Linked DNA regions of Sus scrofa: region 1 is linked to region 2. A link is a contact called in public Hi-C data. All regions are on one chromosome and are shown on one strand. The core of a region is the stretch at or near the end of the contact, and the rest is flanking DNA. Distances in the headings are between cores, read along the strand shown.

Region 1 (6,243 bases), core at 1,422-3,921, 50 kb after region 2:
AAGGCTTTACACACTCATGAGGTTCCTTAGTGTCCAGTAAAGTGCTTCTTTTAAGGATGGAAACATTGAGGTCAGAGAGGAGAAGTCACTTGTGAAGACTGCACAGCAAAAGGCCAACTGGGCCTAAAATCAAACTTTGAGCTCCCTTGTTACTATGTCAAAGAGATCTGGCTGAGAGGCAGACAGGCGGTGCCAGGAAGACAGGTCTTTGGGGGCTGGGGGAGGCCACCTTTCCCAGTCTGTCTACCTGGGGAGCTACTCATCATTTGTCAGGGTTATCATGGCTCTGAGGTACCTCCAAGTGGCCCTCGCTGGATCTTCAATAGTACACTGTCCTGAACTACAGTGATTTCTGTGAACTTCCCTATGGGAATGCAGGCTTCTTGAGGGCAGACTCAGCTTAGTCCCCTCTGTCCTCCCAGGCACTAGATGAATAGTGAAGTGAATAACTAAATACACAAATGAATGTATATGCAGGGACTCCTTCAACTGCAAGTAATAGAAACTTAGCTCAAACTAGATTGAGGGGAAAAAATGATTGGCTCAAGTATCTGGGCAGTCTAGGTGTGCATCTTACTTCAGGCATAGCTGGATCCAGGGGCTTAACAGCTGTGCGTCTTTGCTATGCTGGTCAGCAAAAATTGACACTGGTTATGTGGCTTGACACTTCTTGCCCTTTTTTGTGGGAAGTGTTGTCCAAGAAGCCCCTGCAGGGATTGGGAAGGGAGGGGGTTAAGGGAATATTGGGTGCTACTGGTGGTCATGGTTGGACAAGGAGTTCTTCCCGGACATCTATCCCCAGGTTCAGGGCACATTGGTGTAGCGCCCAGGATAGCCCTTGATTTTTGCTTTTGGCTTTATGGGGATACCTCTTGGGGCATCTCTTGGGAGCTTCCCTGTGGCTCCACCTCTGCTGGTGTTGGATGCACTTGCTGTAGCCTCAGGCCAGAGGTGGCCTGGGCCCCTCACTCCCACTTCTCTGGGAAAGCCAAGGCACCCTGTCGTCTCTCCTGGCAGGGCTCCTTGGAGTTCTCACATTTGGCTGGGTCTGGGGTAGACGAAGGGGAAGGAGGAGGAAGAGGAGGAGGAGGAGGAGGAGGGAGGACCAACTGGCAGGCTCCAGGGCAGGTCCTGCCCAGGGATGAGAATTCCCCTTTGTAGAACAGATGGATGGGGTGCTATGAATGCAGCGTGAGGTCTGTGTCTCTCTGAGGCTCTGTGTACTGGGATCCTATCTGTTCCAGTGGTCGCAGGCTGTGCTCCCATTTCCCCAGCAGCCTCTGGTCTCAGAGATGTGCTTTTTCCTCCTGCCCTGGCTCTGGGGGGGCCCAGCCTTTGGGGTGGGAGTCTCTCAGTGTCCTCAGTTCTGGCCTGTGAGGCTCCTCCCCAGGGTAAGTAGGGGGGGGGGCGGGTACGTCCTGGGTCCAGAGTCTAGAAAAGGAATTGAAGGGAGCAAGTCCAACCCCACCCATGGGAACCCTTCATCCTCCCTCTGGAGGGAAGGACAGCCCGGCCCTTTGGGGAATCTGAAAGCTCTGATCAAAAGAGCGTTGCTTCCTGACCTCCCCACATTCGTGGAGGGGGCAGGAGGTCCCAGGAGACCCTGGCAAGTAAAATTCAGGGACGGGAATGAGCCTGATGGATGGAGGGGGTGGTCTTAAGAAAGGCCTTGAGTGCCAAGCAGAGGAGTGTGGGTTTACTCTGGCGGTAAATGGGGACCTTGAGAGGTCCTTTCAGGGGAAGGATGTGAGCAGATTCCTGACTCAGGTCCTCAGAGGGCATTCACAGAGTGTAGGGTTGGGGGGACAGAGTGGAGGGTCACAGGAGGATCCAAGGCGGAGGTGGGGGGGCTGGGGGGGGGCGTGGGCAGCAGCGGCAGAGGGGAAGCAGGCCCAGGAAGAACGGGCAGTCCTTGGTCCTGTCTGCGGGTGAAAGAAAGGAAGGGAGACTTGGACTCTGGAGCTTCTTAACCCTCAGTCCCTGCGATTCCGCTGCCTGCCAGTGTTTCCTCTGGGCCGAGGTGGCCCTTGTGGACAGGATGTGGTGCCCGCCAAGGGTGCCTTTATGAATGGAGTGCGAAGGCTGCTGACTCAGCAGGCGGCGAGGCTTTGAGGCCACCAGGTTTGCAGCGGAAGTGTTTGGGAAGGAAGTGGCTGCTCAGGGCTTCCCTGCTGCGGACAGCTGGGAGGCGGTGCTGGGCAGGATGCACCCGGCTTGGCTCAGGGTCTCCCTCAGCTCAGCTCCTGGGAGTGTGTGCGGGGCCGGGGTGGGGGTGGGGGGCTTGGGAGGCAGTGCTTGACTGGGCTTGGGACAGTTGAGCCTGGGCGCCTATGACCAGAATTGATGCTAATGGCTGCTGATGACATCTGCTCCCTGGAAGGGCAGAGAGGGGTGGCAGGAGGTGGGGAACTCAAACCCTTCTCGTCTGAGCTCGCTGGCAAATTACATCACATTAATGAAGTCCCCTCATTTATCTGGGCTTTAATTTTTTCCTCTTGCAAAAATGGGACCAAGTCAGGCAGCCTGGTTCCCTGGGTGGTTCAGAGAATGTGAAACCCTGTATATTTTTGTCAAACTGTCTTGGCTAGCCTAAATCAACACTGGTGACAAGGCTGGATCAGCCTGTGGCAGGAGCAATCTGGCAGCAGCTGTGGGTCACAGTGGAGAACAGCTTGGTGGCAGCGGGGGTGGGGGGAAACAGGCAGGGCTGGATCCAGGGAGGTCTGGGCTCAGATCTGATGTGTGTGTCACAGAAATGCCTCTTACTCAGAACAGACTCCAGCCGGGGGAGGGTCAGCCCCAGTCCAAGCCGTGTCCATTTCTATTGGTCTTGCTCGCTCAGATACATGTGTTAAATTAGCCAGGGCCCTTTCCCCTCCGCCCCATGCTCTCACAACAAGCTGTCTTCTACAAGTTTCCCCTGGAAGTTTTTGCACAAACACTGCTCACTGCACATGCCCTACGCCGAACCCTTCCGTGTCCTCTATCTCTGTGAGTACCACACCCGGTCACTGGGCTTAAAACCAGGGACACGCTGCCTGCTCCCTTCCTCTTCCCGTGTCCTCAGAGCCTCACTTTCCCCTAGACCTGCTTTGTCTCTCTTTCAGGCTCTTCTCATTGATCCTGCAGATGCTGTCAGAGTAATCTTTATGAAGCACCGCTCTGACCATACCACGTCCCCTATTCCAGAACATTCCATGGCTCTCAGCTGCCTTTAGGATAAACTTTCGACCTCTTAGCCAGTCTCCAAGTCTTATTCTTTACTAGCTATTGTCTTGAGCCAAACTGATCTGTGCCGTCCTTGCCCTGAGTGGGCCAGCCTTGCCTTTACCTGCTGCCTGGCCTCCCCCTTTCTTTCTTTCTTTATTTTTTTTAAAGGCTGCACCCGTGGCATATGGAAGTTCCCAGGCTAGGGGTCAAAGTGGAGCTCCAGCTGCCAGCCTGTACCACAGCCACAGCAACTCAGGATCCTGACTGCATCTGCAACTTGCACCACAGCTCCCAGCAAGGCCGGATCCCCAACCCACTGAGCTAGGCCAAGGATGGAACCCGCATCCTCATGGATACTAGCTGGGTTTGTTACCACTGAGCCATGACAGGAACTCCTCCCCTTTCTTATATTCACATGCCAACATCTTAGTTCCTAAGGGAGGGTCCCAGCTGCCCCCTGCCCCGCCTCCCCTGGCGCAGCCTCCCCAGTGACTTGGTTCCCTCCTGCCAGCATCACTCAAAATATCCCTCAGCCACAAGCCTTGAAGTGTGTGGGAGGGAGGACCTCCCAGCAGTGAGAAGGCCCGGGGAGGACCTTTGAAGACAAAGGCCTCACTTCCTCTTCCTCACAGGCAGGGGCAGCCTTCCACCACGGAAAGCCCAGCTGTCAGCTGCCTCACGGGAAGATGTGTCAACTGGGTAGCAGGCGTGTGCATGTGGCCACCATCCTGGGACTGCTGTGGTTCTGCCTCACAGGTGAGGGGAGGACAGTGGGGCCTGGAGGTTTGGGGGGAGGCACCCACTCCCACCAGGGCTCCTGCTCAGCCTCTCTGTCTAGCAGGGCCGGAGAGGTTTTGACTAACCTTCCAATCTCCTCTGTGCTCTATCCACACTCATTCCTCCCTCTGGGATCCAGTGGGCAACTTGCTTTACATTTCTCAGCCTCCATTTATTTCCTTTTCTGTGAAGTGGTAAGGTGAGCACTAAATGTGATAATGTTGTTTCTTGAACGTACTGTACATGTGCTTCTTCCCCAGGACTTTTGCACGTACTGTTCCCGCTGCCTGAAACTTGCTGTGCCCACATGTCTGTCTGACTAGATCTGTTATTTCATTTCAGTCTTTGCTCAAATGTCACCTTTCCCAGGCTTTCCCAGCTACCTTGTATAAAATAGCACATCATCTCCCTTCTCCGTGACCTTCATGCTTCTTTCCAAGATTTATCCCCATCTGACATATTATGGGTTTACTTGCTTATTATTGCCTGCTTTGCTCAAAGAGCAGGCTCTATCCCCAGGGCCAGGATTGATGCCAGCCACATAGCAGGTGCTTAATAACCATGTCGAGTAAAGGATGTAAGTCTTCCCACACAGTTCCTGGCACAGAGTTAGCATTCAATAATGGCAGCTACTTTAATAACATCTCCATCATATTTCAAGTCCTAATCAGTTCCTGTTCAGTGGGGGAAAGCTGCTGCCTTCCTCTATGAGGGGAAGACAAAGCTGAGTATCTGGTGCCATCTGGTGGTCACAAAGAGGAAGCACCACTTTACCCAGATCTACTTTGATTTCTCTAGAGAAAGGGCTTTGTCTGGCTGATGTATCAGGTTTCATTCCCCCAAATGCTCCATACAAGGGGCACCTGGTTGGTCTCCAATTGAAGAGCTGGCCTGTGGCCTGGCATTGCAGCAAGAGTTCCAGTGCTGGTTTAAGACCTTTAGAGATCCCTACACACTGCAAAAATGATGATGCCCCCTCCCTGTAATTCATGATGAAAATACTAGCTATCAAATGTTGCTTTTCTCCTTTAACGACTGCTGTATTCAGCTAGCTTTGTTTCAAGACTGTTTGACCTTCACACTTTTTGAATGTGTCTGCCTTGCTGGTGCCCAAAGTACACACTTAATCTAACCATTACTCAAGAATGGCAGTCCCAGGCTAAGGGCCACATCTCACCAAAAGAACAGCTATCAGGAACCCTTTACCTAACTTCCCAGGAATCTAAAAGAAGAGCTGGACTGAAGGCAGAGATGACTGGGTAGGAGGTTGCAGGGTAACCCAAAGGATATAGGGCAGGGGTGGGAGCAGGGGAACCTACCCCAGGGGACTTTTCTCTGGCTATGACGGACTCCTTTTCATGGCCTTTAAATCTCAGCTTAAGATCTCTTTATGGAGAACATGATTCACCACCATATTTAAATGCATGGGTATTCTTTCTTGCTTGCATAAAAACGAATCATGTTTACTTAGGAGAAGAAAAAGCACTCATGATTGTTTCTCATCCAGAGAAAAACATTAATAATATTTTGATGCATACGTTTTAAGATTGTCTTTCTACAATTTATAAAGATAATCTATGCCTATGGGGGAAATGCAACCAGCACAAACAGGTATAAAGTACCTGCCAGATTTATGAAAATCTGCCTCCTTACTTTCTATCCACTGGCTTGCTTTTCTTCCTTCATACCCCTAATCACAGGCTAGTGAAAATTTATGTGCTAGTTTGTCCCTCTCTCCCACTAAAACGTAAGCGCTGTACGAGTGTGACCTTGGTGTCCTCTGTGGCATTCTTAACTCTTAAATTTGGCATAGTAGGTGCTTACCTACTATGTATTCTTGTTGAATACATAGTATTCATTGAACTAGGACTACAGATAATAAACCTCAGGCCTTACAAGGGGGCTGGACAGGGCATGAAGTTAACCCGGAAGGGGAGGGGGACTAGGGAGGCCCAGAGTGTCCCCACCCTTCCTCACTGTACCACCCCACCAACCCCACCCATCCCCAGATGCCGCTGTGGAGGTCCGGGTCCCTGAAGACCCCGTGGTGGCCCTCGTGGGCACCGACGCCACCCTGCGCTGCTCCTTCTCTCCTGGGCCCAGCTTCAGCCTGGCACAGCTCAACCTCATCTGGCAGCTGACAGACACCAAACAGCTGGTGCACAGCTTCGCCGAGGGCCGCGACCAGGGCAGCGCCTATGCCAACCGTACCACACTCTTCCCAGACCTGCTGGCTCAGGGCAACGCGTCCCTGAG
Region 2 (6,403 bases), core at 3,335-5,834:
AAGACTAAGTGTCTGGGTCCTGAAGTTATAACATGGCCTTTTCACCCCAGTCCCTAGACCAATTTCTCATGCCTGGTGCTCCACTTTATCAGTAGTGACATTGTTGTCAGTTGCCTGGCAGTCTAGGGGCTTATGATCTCCTTAGGAAATGCTTTATTCCAAGGTAAACTATTACTTCTGGTCATTTAAAATCTTATTGGATTAATTATGCTAAGATCTGTCGCTAGATATTTGGTATGTCATTTGTGCCACAGCTACTGTAGATAACATTTGTCTTCCACTGCTCATTTTAGTTCACCAAAGGAGAGATGCACAATCAATAGCAAATACACATCTAAAAACATACTCCAGGGAGAGAAAATTGTCAAACTAGTGAAGCTAACAGCACTTGACAGAAAAGAAAAAGATTCATGAATCATCTAATGCAAATACTGGCATTGTTTCAAAGCACAATGTTCACAACTATCTAGTATCACCCAAGCAAAATGGTTTCTTAAAATTTAGTTCATTAGTAGTAAAAGTCATTAGACTCCTTGATTTTTCCTACTAAACTGTTAATTATCCAATTTTATATTTTCAACATGAATATATTACATTTTTACACTTAACATTCATCCCTCAGCTAACATCTCCAACACTTCATTGTGTACCAGGTACTAACATCCTAGTTCTCTTATTCACAACGAGATTCTATGAAAATGGTGACATCCAGCCTATACGAAAAGATATTTAGTTCACTAAAAGAAAAAGAAAGTCATGAAATCTCCCAGACAATGAAATGGAAATATGAACTTCCTCACCAGAATCTGCAATTGCAGAGGCAGCACAGCTGGTCACTTTTCTAAAAAAGTTACATAAGCAAAAGCACAAATCTGTTTGGAGCCTTCAAATGGCCTACTTTATTCAAGATGACATGGAGCAGAAATAACAATTAAGTGTTCAATATATACATGAAGAGAAATAATTAATAATGGTACTTTTAAAGGGTAGTAATAGTAATAGCTAACATTTACTCACTATAGTAAGCAAACGTTTAGTACATATAGTACTGTTATGCTACATATAGTACTGTAGCATATGTAACATATGTTACATATAGTAAAAACTTACTTCCTACTGAGGCTCACTATATGCCAGGCAGAAATCTAAGTGCCTTATGGCCAGTCTCATTTAATTCTCACATTATCCCCAAGGGATTTGCATTGTTATAAATCACATTTTACAGATGATAAAACTGAGGCTTGGAAGTATTAAGTATCTTATTCAAGGTCATTCAGCTACAAAGAGTTAGTACTCAAACTCAGGTCTACAGGGATCCAAAGTCTGTGCTCTCAATCACGATATAATGTCTGGTTTATGCTTATTCAATTTAATTTCAGCCTAAAGCTTTTTGAAGTCTTATCAGAAACGTTATTTTTTAGGACAGGTTTCTTCCTTTAAAATGAACTACATTTTTCTTGAAACTATAGTCCTACAAGTCTAAATATTTGGATGGGAAACAAATTCTACCTGAATGAAAACCCTAAATTTCTATAATAATGTATCATAGCTGGAAGAGACTTCAAGGGTCATCTAGTCCAAATTCTTCATTTTAGGAATAATGAAACAGAGATCTTTTGAAAAGCATTTATACCCAAACTAAACTACCACATACCCAATCCAGAAACTCTTGGGTTTGGGGAGATTTTTCAAAAGTCATCACTTAAAACAGATAATCCAACATTTCAACATCATCCAGAGCATGGTATTCATTCCTGAAATACTGTAAGAAAATACAAACTCCATGACATGAGGTCAGACTACTGTAAAGCTATTACTAATTGAAAGTTTGAATCTTATAGACATGCTATATAGAAAGCTATAAAATGGCATCCTAACCTATATGGACTCCAATTCAAAAAACAGCCCTTTTCTCTCTCTTGCCCTCTCCCTCAGACAGAGACAGACAGACAGACAGACAGACAGACACAGACACAGACACACACACACACACACACACAGAGCCATTTCTTTCTCGATTTAAATTTACATTCATTTGGGTCAACTACAAGCTCAGCTTCACTTCACCAGTCATGTCATGTGATCAAATTCAAGCTCATTTCAAGGAAAAGGCTGCACACTATGCTGTATTTAGAACACATATCACTGAGAACAACCAGATGAGTCTTTGTAGGCCTATCCAAAAACCTTTAGTTGCTAAGAAACTACAATTTCACCGTATTATAAATTTTCAAAAGAAGCTATGCTAGCACAGAGATTAAACATGTTAAAAATCAAAAACCTCTAATTGTGCCGAATGAAACCTTGCTGTATCTACAAATCAAATAGGTGAAATTAGTTATTAGGCTTAAGTCATATTATTAACACAGACTAAAAACTGCTAAGATAAATCAGACTGATTCTATCCCGCTTTCCACCGTGGCCTCATGCTTTGGAGGAAAATAGGAAAATACCCAATATACTTAGCATATTCAATGCTAGAGACAGAAAAATGCTTCCTTCCTGACTCCTGCAGTGATCATTCATGGCCATGAAGCATACACAAGATTTGATTCACACAATTTGCTGCAAAAAACACTTATATTTAACTGATGATGCTTTTTCAATCTTTATTGATATCTTTTCACTGTAATCTTCAGCATTTTGAGCCTAGATTCTCTTTAGAATGTTTAACTCCATTAGCTCTAACATTTACCTTTTTTTTAATAAAAAACATTTAAATGTCAGCTATTCACAAGAGTAACTGCAAACTGTTCTAGCATAAAAACAATGAAACCCCAAAGAACTAGCAAAAATAGTTTATAACTCTTTCTCCAGCACTCTCATGTATGAGTTCACCCTCATAAATGTTTTTCCTATAAAAATATTTTTTAAACCTCTTAAAGACTGTTTCCACAGAGCAGAAACCAGTTCACAACACTTTCTAGTCTCATCTCTGAAAGATCAATTAGGCAGAACACTTTCTAGTCTCATCTCTAAAAGATCAATTAGGCAGCTCAATTGTGACACATACCCTCAACAATCAGAATCTTTTTATCTAAATCCCCCATCACCATGTTTCCATCTTCTCTGAAGAGCTTCAGTTCAAAACCCAATTCTCTCCTTTCAAGTGTACCCTGCACACGAATTCTAAGGACTACCTTTATGTTCTTCAGAAATAATGTCTCTTCTGTCTTGAAACTTTTAGATCTTAAAAATCCACTTCCTTCATCTCCCTCTCTCCGGTAACTGCCCTCAATCCCACCACTGCAGTTCCAGCTATGCGTCCCTGCCTTCCCAAAGGCCCCACCAGTATCATAGACACTTGCCACATTCAGCTCCTCCCTTCCCTAATTTATCCTCCACACTGTAAACCAACATTACACCCCCGGCTTCCTGCATTTTACTCCCTTCCTTTATTTTCTGTCTTCCCCCACCCCCATCTCTAGAGCCAGGCACCCTTATTTCGCTAATAAATAATTCCCCCTACCCTCAGTTTCAAGCCTTTCTCCCCATCCTCTGCTCAATTTTCCTCTCCTTATTTAGAAACTCCCTTTTGCTCTCCCAACCACTACCCTAGAATGCCCAACACTCCACCCTCCTTAGCAAACCCAGCCCTCTTTCCCCATCTCATTTAGAGCCACTGCTGCTCCTCTTTCTAGATCTCCTACTGCAGTCAACCCACTACCTTGGCTTTCCACCCACCTTCCCTCCACCTCCACAGCCAAGGCTCCCTGATTCTTTATGCCCTCCTTAAGGCTCTAGTACTCTGCTCAGTATTCTTCAGGACTCCCTTCCCCCCAACATCTCCCTTATTTTTTTAAGGATGTCACCAGTTTCACGGGGCCCCAGTTGAATCCTGGACATTTACAGCGCCTGGGACCCCTGGTCTCAAGGAGAGCCTGACACCACTCCCCATTACCTTAAACACAAACGCCTGTCTTGTGCCGCCTTCTTTAAACGCTGCGCCCCCTCCTCATCCGCCCCCGCTACTCCGGCTCCCCACGTCGGCTTCCTCGGTGTCCCCTCCCCGACTGAGAGCGACGAGCCCAAGACGTGGAGCCTCTAAGTCAGCAACACCTCGAGCTCTTATCGGACGCCCCCACCTCTCGGACAGGCGCCTCCGGTTCTCACACCCTCGCCTCTTCGAACTCCCAACCGGCATCTGCTCCTCTCGGGTCCGCAGCCCCTCAGACTCCGACGGGCCCCTTTCCCCCAGCTCCGCCACCTCCTTGGGCCCTGGACGGCTCCCTCCGGCCACCAGTGTCCCTCAGCCCCCGCCCGGCCCGCCCCCGGCGCCCGGCTTACCGTTTTGAGCGGCGCCTGGTCCTGGAAGGAGGGAGCCAGAGACCAGCAACAGCGAGAGGGCCAGGGCGCTGGGAAGCGACGAGCCCAACATCCTCCCTGCAGAAGACCGAACAGCGAATTGGCCGGGGCCGGAGCCGGGGCTGGGGAAGGGAGGGGAGGGAGGGAGGGGGCGGGCGAGTGTGCCAGGGAGAGAGCGAGGGAGGCAGCCGCGGCTCGGCTCCGTCCTTCCCCGTCCTCCTCCTACCGCCGCAGCGCCCAGGCCTCGCGAGACAATCTCTCCCGGCCGTGGGCGGTTGAGCAGCGACGGCGTCAAGGATCGCGAGAAGAGGCGGCCGCAAGCGATCCTCCCGCCCCTCGGACTCTGTGTCCCCGCCCCTGGAGAGGCCGATTGGCCTAGCGCGAGGTGGATCACGTGCCAACGGTGCTTCTGGCCACGTGATGGGGAGAGGCGGGGCTCCTGAAGCTCTCCTGGCCTTGGGGAACCGAGAAGTCTGCATTTAGCTTATCCCTCTGTGAAACGCCCATAAATAAGAGGAAGCTTTGGGAACATAATATTTCCTCCGCCCATCCTGCCTTTCGTTTGTTGGAGCGCTTGGCTGCAAAATTTAATGCACCACCGCCTCTTTTAAGCCTTCCTCTCATTGTTCTCTATCAAAGTCCTGCTATTTCTTCCATCTGGACTTTGACCTTAGACTCCCTCCTGACATCTGGCTTCAGCCTCCCACGTTAACCCCCATGTTTTAACCTTTCAGGCTAAATGACAACTGGTATTACCTTGTGCTTTACTCATCTCCCTCTGCGTGAAATGTCCTCCTTTTCCTTGCCTTTCTATTCCCCCCGCCCCCCCTCCCCTCGTTTTGGCCTTGTTTTAACTACTTAGAATCTCAGGCCTGAAGTTCAACTAGCCTAATTGCTAGTTAGACAATGTAGACAATAAATTCTATAAGGATGCCATCATGTATTAACTTATACGAAGACTCTTCAGAAGCATTTTCACACAGCCAACATTTGAGTACCTGCTGTGTACCAAGTTTTTAATTTGCTGTGAAACCCAGATCAAAAAGTTCACAACCTAGTCTATCAGAGGAACTAGGAAGAAAAATGACTGTACAGGAAAACCATCCATAGGAAGGGAGCCAGCCAAGTGCTCTGGCAATGTGGTCACTACTGTTTGCATGGAAGTTTGGGAAGTGCTCTTTTTAAGGGTATTTTTGGCATTACCCCGAGCCCTGTCAATCCTTGGTTGGTAAAGGAGTTTCTGTGATTTAGCTAATCCCTGACTCAGAGCAGACATCCTGGGGAGTGTCTGTGGAGTGAAACCAAGAGGAGCCAAGTAAACAGCCCCAGTGACCTGACTCATTTCGAAGAGAAAACTTGGAGAAACTGTAAGAAGAAGCACTCACCATAATCTTCACACTCTCAAGCCAAAGCGGTCTATAAGCTTTCAGCAAGAACCACACAGCTGGTGGTTCCAGACTGAGTTTTCTAGAAAGCACTGGGTCTATAAGTATAGCATGTTTTCACGGAAATGAAACTATATCTTTCAAAACCTCAGATGTGTAACAAAAAGGTTGACATGTATCTTTGAACAAAGGATATTCAGCAAACAGCTCTATGTGGAGGGTTGCAGGGCTGCCTGTGGTAGAACCAGTGTTTTCAGCTGATGGAAGCTTTGGTCAGATACAACCATCCTGCCTCATCATAACCATAATCAAAATCACCATTTGATTAGGAATCCTTACAAAATGATTATGCTCATTTAGGGGTAGGGCAACTAAAGCCAAAAGAGGCACAAATTACTCAAGTTCTGAATGTTTTTGGTAACCATTAATAGCAAAGAATCTGGAGTTCCCATCGTGGCGCAGCGGAAGCGAATTCGACCAGGAACCATGAGGTTGCGGGTTGGATCCTTGGCCTCGCTCAGTGGATTACGGATCTGGTGTTGCCCTGAGCTGTGGTGTAGGTCACAGACTTGGCTCAGATCTGGCGTGGCTCTAGAGAAGAATCTGGTTTTGTCTTCTTCTAGGCTGCTAGTGCCTTTCCCTGCCTCCTTGAAGTTGGGAGTAGTATGTGACTTGCTTCAGCCCAGACCGGTGAAATGTGAGAGGTGACACCC

What was found. Hi-C and Micro-C count contacts between places; a contact is called where the count stands out from the background.
Region 1: a Hi-C map of skeletal muscle shows a contact between it and region 2, with 3 times the contacts expected there. The contact joins the enhancer-like site here to the promoter of NPTN in region 2. A contact is called at or near these places in 14 of 47 Hi-C or Micro-C datasets (alveolar macrophages, brain, embryonic fibroblasts and 8 more) and 1 of 2 datasets of contacts at active chromatin or transcription factors (skeletal muscle).

What each region holds. Positions count from the first base shown.
Region 1 is chr7:59,714,934-59,721,176 of Sscrofa11.1, reverse strand. It overlaps CD276 (CD276 antigen), which reads left to right. Exons shown (of 10, transcript XM_021099076.1): 2 at 3,843-3,966; 3 at 5,997-6,243. The coding sequence starts at 3,897. Among named protein-coding and RNA genes, the nearest start is that of CD276, 16 kb to the left of the region's middle. Within about 2 kb of position 2,671, at least 29 of the 83 cell types and tissues checked have an H3K27ac peak or open chromatin away from gene starts, as enhancers often do. A contact at or near this core is called in alveolar macrophages, mesenteric adipose tissue, omental adipose tissue and 3 more, where this site is marked.
Region 2 is chr7:59,766,791-59,773,193 of Sscrofa11.1, reverse strand. NPTN (neuroplastin) reads right to left here and starts at 4,584. Exons shown (of 9, transcript XM_021099078.1): 1 at 4,288-4,584. The coding sequence starts at 4,378.